2 separate regions of the Mus musculus genome follow, and region 1 is linked to region 2. A link is a contact called in public promoter capture Hi-C data. All regions are on one chromosome and are shown on one strand. The core of a region is the stretch at or near the end of the contact, and the rest is flanking DNA. Distances in the headings are between cores, read along the strand shown.

Region 1 (5,619 bases), core at 2,427-4,926, 3.3 Mb before region 2:
TTAACTTGTAAAACAGAACCCAAACGTCTTAAGCCTTCTTTGCGGTGGAGGGGATACAGTCAAACCATCTAAGGAGAACACTGCTGTGTACCAGGACCGTTGTACTGACCGTGCAGTAATCTCCTTGAGTAATGTCGAAACTTCCACCTCATGTTTGGTCACGACACCAAATGAAGCTTTGACTGCGATGGAATCAGATCCAGTGACATTAATCCCCACGTCATTCACAATATGGTTGCTTCGCCTTCCATAGAGGGAAACATCTGACTCATCTTCATAATTCAGTAACTGATAAGATGAAATTCCTTTGGAGAAGAAACTTAATATCTTTTAAACGTCTCAAATTCATCTTACATAGACTTTAGGTATTATCATGTTAACATGACTGAAAAATTCTTTGGCCAAAATATTGATTAAGCAGCATTTCAAATTATACGGAAAGTAGCTTTTCAGGCAATTTTGCTACAAAAAGAAATAATAGAATACTTAACAGGAACTCAAATTCCCTATTCATACAACAGAATACATATACATCAATAAAGATCTATTGAGTAGTTGAAAGAAAGACAAATATCCATAGCCAATGACTAACTATCATGTCTGTTTTATAATCTAGTTTAAAGAATTCATTTCAGGGTTGGGAGATGGTTCAGTTGTTAAAGTGTATGTTTATAAGCAGGAAAATTCAAGTTCAATCTTCCAGTGCCCACATTTCTAAAAAACTGAGTTTACCTATTATAGTAAACTGTAAAATAATTTAAATTACTTTCATTTATTTGATCATGTAAATGGGTAAGACCCAATAATATCCTATATTTTACAGGTCAAGACACATCATTTTTCTAAGCCCACTTAGTTAAAAACAACTTATAATTGATTTTAAAATTAAGCAATAAGCAATTTGAAACTATAAAAATTTAAGCATTGTTCACCTGAATGATATTATTACCACATAAAAATTGATTTTATTCTTAAAATGCGTATTGTTAATATAATTAATCCATACAACCCCTGTTAGGTTATTAATGATATAGCCCCATCATGAGTCACTCTCGCACATTTAAACTTACCAGCTGAAATTTCTCGATCTCCCAGGAGAATATCTTTAAGTGTGAAAGGAGTGGATGTGAATTTGCATCTAGGAAACAGAAAACACCGCTTCTTTTTCACCACCAGACTCAGGGGTTGGTACTTGTCAGCTTCGCTGAGGCTTGGGACAGGGACTAATCTCCCTCCATCTCCAACTTGCTTAACGAAGCTCTTGGTAGCAGCAGCAAACATATTAATATCAAGATGTCATCAACTGCGACCCTCAGGCAACGAACCCATTTTTGAAGAAGAGAATCAGACACCAAACTAAGCCTTCCTTGATGTTAAATACAGTTACGCAGGTTAGAACTATAAAGCCCACGCTCACCAAGTAGTTTGCTGGTGTGCAATTCACAACAGCACCTCCCTTCATGAACTCGGGTAATGAATAATAGATGGTAGTGTAAATGATACACTAAAAGCAAGTCTAACTCGGAATGGCAGCCTACAGAACTAAAATATATAGAGAAAACTAATTCAAACTACCAAAGTCCTTGAGGAGACCACAGTTGAAAGGGCTTTCCCCCCAGCAATGAGCCAGTTGGAAGGAGGCTCACAGCAAACGGTGCAAGTGGGCTCTAATCTAACATTAGGCCTGGATATGATCTGCAGTGGCCATCATCCAAGAGGAATTCTTTCACAAGTCCAGCAGGTGAATTTTGGCAGCAGAAAAGTACTTTTTGAAGCTTCACAGTGTACAGATCCTAACACAGGCATGTCTCTCATCCAGATTTTTGTATGCTTGTGAAACTATATGTTTAGTACCACATATCAATTCACAGACTATAGAGAAAAACAATTGGGTGCAGATCTCTATAGGGTCTTGAAGGCTTTTTAGTTACTATTACATTACATATTAAAAACTACTATGGAAGGTTCTAACTCTGAAACTAATAGCTCAGACTACATCAACTGATAAGAGTCCTGCTGAATTTTACCTCCTTTTTGTTGCTCATTGCTATCCAATTACTCTACCTATAAAATAGTTACATAAAGTTTTGGCTTATTTTCAAGGAAATTTTGTGAATCCATTAAATTAAATTCTAGAAACAAACCTATACTGTCTGGCCATAGGTGGTTGATATATTTTGAGTGTCTCTGTGGTTGTTACAATACGATATTCATTAACACATAAGTGTAATAGCATTATTGGATTGTAACCCGTGTATATTATACAGAAATAAAAGCGAGAATAGGCTTAACCTAAGCCCCAGTAGAATTCAATTTGGTTCAATTCCGGATATTTTTTCCTTGCTTCCAAGTGTTTGGGCTCTCATACAACCAAAACAAATTTCCATCACAGAACCAAATACTTTTGTACATCAACCTAAAACTTCCATTAAAAAACAAACAAACAAACAAACAAACAAGCAAACAAAAAAACCTTTTAGGAGTCTCTCAGTAAGAATATTTCTAGAATTCAATTCTAGAGCATTAAGTAAACACAGGAGCCATTGTGCAAATAGTTCACAAATTCTAAGACGCTCTGAAGCGCTAACACACCCACAACATACTCTGTAGGTGGAGCGTTCCAGGTTAACGTCATCACTCTCCATTGCACAGGTCAACCGGAAGAGCAATCCTGGAAACTGGTCTAAATATCCTTGCTATGCACTCCACCTCCAGCATCTCTTTGGGGATCCCACATGTTCCCAAAGCAGAGGTTCTAAACCTGTGGGTTGCAAGTCCCCTGGGGTTGCATTATAGTAGCAAAACTACAGATATGAAGTAGCAAGAAATAATATTATAGTTGGCGAGGGGGAGAAGGGGTTGTCACCACGACATGAGGAACTGAATTAAAGGGTCACAGCATTAGGAAGAATGAAAACCACTATCCTAAGCAGGTCACAAGAGTCCGCCAGACAGCAGCGGGCCCGCCAGACAGCAGCGGGCCCAGGGATCCAGGGCTCTTAAAGCCACTGGCTGCCCCTTAGCTGACGCTCTCGGGTCTCAAGTTTCGGGGCCAAGATCCACAATTTTCTTAGTAATTTACCATTCGAATTTTTAAATCTTTCTTAAAGTAGTCCAACCCTTAATCTTTTTTCCTTGCTCCTCAAACATGCTAGGCTCGTAGCCTACTACTAGCTTTCTCGCTGAGAAGGAAGCCACCTCCCTTTAAGGACAAAGGACTGAGGCTCTCTGCACCACTAAAGGCGGGAGGGGAAACTCGGGGAACCGAAGCGGGGTGCAGGCAGGAGCCGGGAAGAGCCGGGACATGCAATGGAGGCGGGGCCTAGAAGGGTGAGGGGCGGGGCCGGGCGCTCAGAAGCTTTGGAAGCGGAACGGGGGGTGGGGGGAGGCGCCTGCAGAGGCTGGGAAGAGCCCGGACTGGCAGAGAGGGCGGAGCCAGGTCGCAGGAGGGGCGGGGCCGGGCTCTGAGAAGCTCTGGGAACCCAACTAGAGAGCGGGCGGTAGCTGGGAAGGACAGAAACTTGGCAGAGAGGGCGGAGCCCGAGGAACGGGAAAGGGCTGAGCACTGTGGCAAAGTGGAGCAAGAACATCGAGGGGCTGAGCATGGCAGAGAGGGGCGGGGCAGAGAGGCTGGGCAGAGAGGGGGTGTGGCCGGCTCTTCCGCGCCGAGGCCCCGCCTCTCCTTCCTTCTCCTCCTGTCCCTTAGCTGGAGGGAGGCAGGCAGCGATTCGAGGGGCGTCCAAGCGGCAGCGCGGGCACGCTCCTCTCGGGAACTGGCCGACGTGGAGAGGGAGGACCCAGATCCACACTTCTCTTGATTGCTGTGGCCAGCCGTCCCTTCTCGCCATGTCCCATAGCAGGCATCGTGCCGAGGCCCCGCCGCTGCAGCGCGAGGACAGCGGGACCTTCAGGTCAGCGCCGGGCCGTCGAGGCCTCAAGGCCCAAGACGGGTGGGCAGCGGGGCAGGGGCAGGGAGCCGGCTGTCGGGCAGCATTCTGGGTAAAGCTCCCCCCTCTCCCGGCGTGGCGCTGGGCCCGCCCTCCGGGCCCTGGGGGTCTGCTGCGCGCCCCGCCCCTCTAGTGACCCTAGGCAGCTAGCCGATCGGGAGGACTTGATCAGTGTTGAGGCGCAGACCCGGGTGTCTAGCTGCCTAGTCCAAGCCCACCCGATTTCTTTCAGCATCCCTCCCACCGCTCTCAAGTTCTCTGTACAGACCTCTCCACTCTCCTCCATGGGCTGCAGCACCCGGGGACAGGTGCTCGCCCAGGCCTTGCCACTGATCCTGGCCGCTGGGGAGCTGCAGAACCTTTTTGTCACCATTTGTGACTGTCAAAACTGAGAAGTGGATGCTTTTGCTTCCCTTTCAGCTTTGACGTGCAATGCCTACGTTTTTTTCTGGTTTTTGCAGTTTGGGCAAGATGATAACAGCTAAGCCTGGGAAAACACCGATTCAGGTATTGCACGAGTACGGCATGAAGACCAAGAACATTCCAGTTTATGAATGTGAAAGATCCGATGTGCAAGTACACGTGCCCACTTTCACCTTCAGAGTAACCGTTGGTGACATAACTTGCACAGGTCTGTATGCAGTTAATTCCCCATGACCATGTGGATTGGAGGCCCTGATTCTATGTTGCTTTTCAGTAAGGAAAAGCGCCCTTTTAATTAAGATGGCTGTGGGAGTGTACTCTGAAGACAAGAGACTCCAGGATCAACTTCATTTGTTTCGCTCCCTAGTTCTGTCTCGCTAAGATGTAAGGAAGCTCAGACACTCCCAGCATCCTGCACACTTTCCAGTACCTGGGGAGCCGGCTAAAGTTCCTCTTAAGAATTAAAAACTGGAAATATTCTTGGAGCTCCGATAGCCAAGTCCGTGGGTGCTATCGCCTTTCAAAGTTACAAAGTTACCAGCGCAGAGGCTAGTAGCCACGCCGTCAGAATTTTCCGAGTTTCCCTTTTTATGGACACATCTGGAACTTCGGATTCTTGGTACCTACCACGCTTGAGTGTGTGTCCATGAAAAATCAGGGAAACATAGAAGACTCCCATACTGTATTCCTTCAAGCTGCAGCGCACAGTAGCTTCTAGTTCTAAATACTATATAAGTATTTTGTATAAAATTGTTTCCTCTTTTTATTCATGAAGTGGCAACTTTAAAAACCTTTTCATAAGCTACATGCCCAAGGTCACACACCAATGAAGTTTTAAAGTTCAGATTAATGCCTTCTTTTAGTCTAAGCCTGAGAAAATGGTTACCAGAGTTGCCATTTGTAAACGTGGACATTATTTTCCTACATACCTATTTAGCTGAAAGCATAAAAATTGTTAAATAGTTTAATTTGTAAATATACAAAGAAAAATTAGAAAAAGCTAAAGTTCCACTGTCTGCTAGTCTGAGCATATCATATATTCAAATATGGGGACCTGAGGTTGCCTATATTTATTGGAGCAACTTCAAAAAAAACCTGAAGCTTTTTAAATGTTTGTGTGTGGGGTAGATTGGTTGTAAGTATGCACTGGAAGTTTCCTTATGGAAATACACACGGTTAGAGTTGCGTTGCTACTTTAGCTGGTCATTTTTCAAATATTTGGGAGAAATGTTCAAGAAGAAAAGCCATT
Region 2 (6,180 bases), core at 3,394-5,893:
ACTTTCTATACCTTTAACAGAAACAGGGTGTAGTGGTGATTACCAGGATCAATACAGTTGTAGCTACCAGGATACAATGGTGTGCACAGGATGCACAAGATTAATGTCTGAGAGCAATTGTCCCAACAAGCTTCCATGCTTCCCTGACGAGTAAAAGAACATACAGGAAAAAAAAAAAAAAAAAAAAAACTGGCATGAACACCTCACTGCCCGAGGGAGTTTCTCGAAAAACTAAAAGGCCTATAGTGCCCCAGGAGCCACAGATTCTACCCTGAAAAACCTATGATCTCAAGACATCAAGGCCAGGCCAAATCCATGGTTCCATGTGTGTGTGGTTATGAAGATAAATAGCATCTCAAATTCTCACATAGTACGAGTGACAAACTCCTAAAGCTACATTGATGGAATGCCGTCTTCAGATAGCCATTCACCTCTATTCTCTAGCACCCTTTTCAGGCTGTGCAGTTGGGTAAGGTTATACACAGCTGAGCGTGGGAGAGATCCAGGACCAGGGGCATGGCTACGATCTCAGGTGAGGGCCAGTGACCCTTCCTCCCACTCCTTCTGGCAGAGAAAGTTAAGAGCTCAATATGGTGAAGATATGGTCAATCATATCTTCTCTGTTCTTGTGGCAGGCATTGTCATATGCAGAGAACAGAGTTGCACAACAGATTTGGTCGTCATATTTATTCTGTGTCACAGCCAAGGATGAGTTCTCATTTATTGTCCCAGCAACTCTCAGTTCCAAAAAAAAAAAAAAACAAAACAAAACAAAAAAAAAACCCAACAATATCTGGTTACTCTTATACCAAACAGAGAGTTAAGTTCTGTAACTCCAACGCCACCTGCTACTACTTTCATTTCCAGTGAAGGAGGCAGCCCATGAAAGAGCAGGTATTTCCATTTTTAAAATGACTCTCTAAATAATAGCATTCATGGTTCTGTTAGGTTGTACCCAAAGAGTCAGCCAGCTCGAAAGTATTTATCAAGTGCTTATTGTATGGCAAGTCATGGCATACGGTGGTAGACAAAATTATGGTGAGAACAATGTGGACATCCATCCAAAAGAGGGGAAGGACCTGCCCCTCCTAGCAGAGGAGACTGGACCTCCTAAACTATATTCTTGACATTATTAGTTAGCTGAATACTTCAGGGGGTCTAAGTAGATTGAGCTGAGGATATAAAATCTCCCTTTCCCGAATCTCTTTCTCCTTCCTTGTGCACTTTACCCCAGTGTTCTACCTAGAAGCTGCCAAATAAAAGCTTAAAAAAACAAACCTTATTACTCCAAAGTAAAGGTAAAAATCCGAAGTTCTTCACTTTATGGTATACAAAAGTGGTTAGTTTTAGTGTCTCATCTTAGACACCACCTGAATTTAAAAATGCTTTGTGCAGATTCTGTCTTTTGAAACTGCCTGTTAAAGTGGGCTCCCTTGCAGGCTCAAAGAGGAGGCAAGCACGTCTCTTTCTTTTCAGCATTCTTTCAAAATAAAGTGGTCAAAAGAAAACCACAAGTATGGAGAAACTAAGTCTTGAAACAGACTGGCTGTGCCCCCAAACTCACCACGATTCTACTTTATGGTTTCTGCATCCTGTCTTAATCTAATTCACTGATTTTACTTGAAGTTTCACAACCTAATTCTGTTTTCATGGTTTTTCTGCTTGACTTTCTAAATGCTGGTGCAAACAATAGCCCCCCTTCTTTATTCAGATTTGAGCCTTACTGGAGGTTAGTAATAAAATCAATAGCCAGGTGAGATGGTCAGGCCCCACCTCCTCTCATTGCCTTTGTGTGAGTATTTCAGTATCCCTTGAAAGGGAGAGGAGAAACAATGACATCTTAGGTGCTCGTGAAAGCATGCATACCTATAAGCATAGGCAGAGGTAATTTTCATGGCCTTAAAACGACCTGAAATTAAGTTAAGTTAGAGTATTTACGACAAAGAAGTAAACCATTTAGATGCATATTAAAATTAGGCTACAAAATTAAGCCAAGTGGAAAGCTGAGTAAAAGGAGAAATCAGTTACTGAGTGAAATAGCTACATGACAGTTCTTTATAGCAAGGAACCCACACTGAATAGAACACTTCAACCTCCTGGTTAGCTGGTAGGCAAGGAAGGCAATTATAATTTATTCAGCCATTCAAAAGCCATTTATAGAATGCCTATCATATGTCAAAGAAAGCACTCGTCTAAGCTCTAAGGATAAAAAGATTACAAGTGCAGGCCTTTGCTTTTTTTAAGTTTATATACCACACCGTGTCAGTGTTCCTAAATTATTTCAGTTTATGGTGGGTTTTTATGCTTATCTGTTTTAACAAATAGTAGTTGAATAAAAGAGTAATTATTAAGTATTGTTCACCATTTCCTTATAACCAAAGAAAGTACCTTATGACTTGTAGACTTTGGTTTTTGGTTTTTTTTTTTAAAGTCTAATCATAATTCAGATAAAACGAACAAGCAGAAAGGTGAGAGGGCTAACTATAAGCAGACACGGGCATATCAAGTGAATAGCAATGGATTGCTGACATAACCTTGTACACTCACATGGACGTGTGCTGATGCCTTCTTAAGAACTGTCAGCTCACAGAACACTGAAGCGCTTCATTCTTCCCTCCAGGAGTGGGATCTGACCCAAGGGGTTTTAATCAGATGTCTAAACTCCCAGCGCCTCTGACGGAAGGAAGGATAAGTCCAAGAGATTGTTATAGATAATGCCTCAGGGTTTCCAATTTTAGGTCTAGAAGCAAATTCACTCTTTGTAGCCCCTTCCTCCTTTGTAAGCGCATTGAAATAGTTCTTCATTTCCAGATAGCAGAATTTCACAGCTGGGAAATCTATTAGAAGCTCTCTACCTGGCTTCTTTCTCCTTATTTTAGTGGATGAGAACAAACTTAATGTTCCCCACCTCCTCTTCTTTACCTCTCTCAGCTGTCCGGCTCTACAGTTCTTCTGTAACACCCCTCAAACTTACTCCATTTGTACTACCATTAGCCCAGAGTAGGTTATTTCCTTGTCTTGGCTAGTCCCAAAGTCACCATACTGTCCTTTCTGCCTTTCATCTCTCCACTTATCCTGGGAAGGCTTCCAGATCATAAGGCACAAAATCCACTGACATGTTCCAGTGTGGGGAAATTGTACCAATCTTACTGTGCTGTCAGAGGATAAACTAAGCTAAGCTAACACAAGGAACTCCTACAGGTTGGCCTTAACTTTCCTTTCTAGGCCTGTCTTTCAATAATCCTTTAAAAGTCAAAGTTCACTAAATATTTAGTTTGACTAATGTTCATAGTTTCAAGGCAGGAATCCATTTAGCCTTGAGATAACAGATGTATTGTTTTTTTTTTTTTTTTTTTTTTTGCAGTTAGGTTAATAGTTAAAAGTGAGAAAGACAAAAAATGAACCAAAAGGGAGTAAGCTACATTTTAAAAAATAGTTTCAATTCTGCTCACCTTTCCTTAGGCTTCATATCCTTAAGCCAGCTCTTGGCTTTTCTTTTCTTTTTTTTTCCCATTTTTTATTACATATTTTCTTTATTTACATTTCAAATTTTATCCCCTTTCCTCATTTTCCCTCGGAACCCCCTTCCCCCATCCCATCTCCCTTCCCGGCTTTTATTTTCTTAGTAAACCATATAGTAACTTAATTTAAAGGTGCAAATAGTACTGTACTTTGTACTAAAACTGCACAGATTAATAGGACATAGTAGTGGCCAGACAAAACAGTAAAATTTGCAAAGCAAGATTTCTTTTTAAGAAATACTTACAAAATCACTGAGATCAGGCTTTAAATTAGAAATATTTTTTGTTTCAGAAAATGTCTTCATTTTCACACGTTGACTTCGAGAAGCCCCAGTAGACTTCCGAGAATACTAGGAGATTCCTGTCTGTAAACTAAGAGCATACAGCCAGAGTTCCTCCACAACAGAAAAAGAAGCAGTCGCTGCTGGCAATGTATTCTAAATCAAGCACACAACTAAAGCTTATATTTTAATCTCTTTTGATTTAGGAAGGTCAAGATCATGCTAGCTTGGGAAAGGTAGAAGGCAGGGTTTGAACTCACATCCTTGCATTTATAACTCTATACTATGCAATGACGAGGCTAACCAGGAGAGGAATTGACAGGATTACTGGAAGCTGAGGTTAACCGAAATGATGACAGGCCTTCCTGAGTCTGAGCAGAGGCGGAGGAAACCAATACTGCCAATCCCCACCCGGCCGCCATCTTGTGGGAAGAGAAAAGCCGGAAGTACAGCTACGGGAGACCGGCGGCCAAGTGGCTTTGGCGGAGGCGAAGCATAAGGGCAGGGACTGGGCTGTGTGGCCTCGGGCACCGGGGGTGGAGCGGTGTCGCTTGTCCTTGGGGGCGGGGCCTAAAGGCGAGGTGGAGACCCGCATTCGGGCCTTCTGGCTAGGGGCGGGGCCTTGGGGTGGAGCCCCAGGGCGGAGTGCAGTGTAGCACTGGAGCTTAGGGGTGTGGCCTGACGGCGGGGTGGAGATTTGAAACGCGGACCTCCATGCTGGAGGCGGGGCCTTGGGCGGGGCGGGGCCATGTCCTGAGCTTGGGGGCGGGGCCTCACGGCAGAATGGAGACCGGCTTCTCTGACCTCCAGGCCAGGGGCGGAGCCTGAAGGCGGGGCGGAGGCGGGGAGGAGGCACCGGGCTGCAGACGCCTAAGGTAGCTGACAGGACCGCAGCGGCTCACCCCTCCCTTTCTCGGAACGTGGTTGGGCATCTGCCGCTGGCACACGCCGCTACAAGAGGGTTCGGGGCGGGAGATGACGGCGGTGTGCTCGCTGCTTGGCCCTCTGTGAGCATCGGCTTCCTTCTCCTTGCAGCCGGAGCTGCAGACCTAGCAGGTGAGATGAGCCCCAGTTGCGTTTGCAATGGCCCCTGCCCCTGGGGTCCGGACCAGTGGGCAGCGCCAGGCTGCCCTGGCGCCTCGGCTAGCTGCTGCGCCTGTCCGCCTCTGCTCCACAGAGCCTGCGCCTGAAACCTGCGGGAACACTGGAGATGGTCTGCTCACAAGGGACGACTTGTCCCCTCTGGTGCCAGAGCTGCGGTCCCCAGGGTGCGAAGCACCCCGTTGCACGTGTGCTCACATTGTCATCTCGGACTTTTTACTTTAGCCCAAGGTGGCCTTCGTGTCTGCCCCTCCTGAGCACCTCGGGATCTTTGCGCCAAATTTTCTCCCATACTTCTTTACGGAGCACCTGACGTTGTGACTCCCATGCCCTGGCTTTCCACTTCCACGGGTGTCAGCTGCCCTCGGTATCATCTATTTGGTCAGGGACTCTGCACTCCTTATCTTGGCGGGCCAAAGTCTGATCCTGCAGATTGACAAGGGAAAAGGCAGTGACTGGAGTGCCTGTTGATGTTGAAGAGTGCTTTTTATAGTGCTGCAAGGCATTAGGCTTTTCTCCTGTCTAAAGGATAGGAGTGTTTGAGAAGAGAACAGCCTCAGTTTAAAGCTTTTTCTTTCAAGTCAGTACTGCAGCACATTTGAACTTAATAGCATTTAACCTACAATTTCAGTGCTTTGGTCATGTTATCTAAGTCAGATGTAATGCGACTAGATGGTTTGTATACTTCGTTTTCTAGTGTCTGGCCCAGTGAATTGGCTTTTCCAGTGATAGGACAACTTGTTTGTTCTGCAACAAGTCTTGTTTTTGTAGTTTAAAGGACTGGATGACATTTTTAAAACTTCCTTTGTTGTGGTTCTTGTTAATCTTAAAATGTGCATAAGAAGCGGTTTTTCGTTTTGTTTTGTTTTCATGTTTAAAATGGTATGAGATAAAACTTCAGAGTTATTTTTAGTTTTTTTTTTTCTCCCTTCCTTATTTTGAGACAGCTGCTAATTTAAGTCCTGGCTGGCTTTTCTTTGTAGCTGGGCTTGAACCCATGGTCTTCCTGCCTCTGCCTCACTAGTGCTGTGATTACAGGTGTGTGACATTATGTCAGACTAGAAGTCATTTTAACTTTCATTTGCCTCGGGAACTGTTTATAACACTGGAAAAATTGAAAGGGGGAAAAGGACAGATTACTTTTAAAAAGTTTCATTTAATTTTCAGTTAATTGGAAGTTGAACCTGGAAGTTGTTAAACCTCTTGGCCATCACCTTCACTGTCAATAGCCACTTAAGATCAAACTCAATTCAACTCTTAATTGCTGGGTATGAAAC

What was found. Promoter capture Hi-C pulls out the DNA fragments that hold promoters and counts their contacts.
Region 1: a promoter capture Hi-C map of cranial neural crest shows a contact between it and region 2. The contact joins the promoter of Prkra here to the promoter of Gpr155 in region 2. A contact is called at or near these places in 2 of 39 promoter capture datasets (cranial neural crest and liver).

Annotation. Positions count from the first base shown.
Region 1 is chr2:76,646,084-76,651,702 of GRCm38.p6, reverse strand. It overlaps Prkra (protein kinase, interferon inducible double stranded RNA dependent activator), which reads left to right and starts at 3,676. Exons shown (of 8, transcript NM_011871.3): 1 at 3,676-3,911; 2 at 4,409-4,578. The coding sequence starts at 3,847. It overlaps Pjvk (pejvakin), which reads right to left and starts at 1,430. Exons shown (of 6, transcript NM_001080711.2): 1 at 1,071-1,430; 2 at 110-305. The coding sequence starts at 1,281.
Region 2 is chr2:73,384,943-73,391,122 of GRCm38.p6, reverse strand. Gpr155 (G protein-coupled receptor 155) reads left to right here and starts at 4,643. Exons shown (of 17, transcript NM_001190297.2): 1 at 4,643-4,858. Gm13707 (a long non-coding RNA gene) reads right to left here and starts at 4,273. Exons shown (of 9, transcript XR_866430.3): 1 at 3,767-4,273; 2 at 2,548-2,673.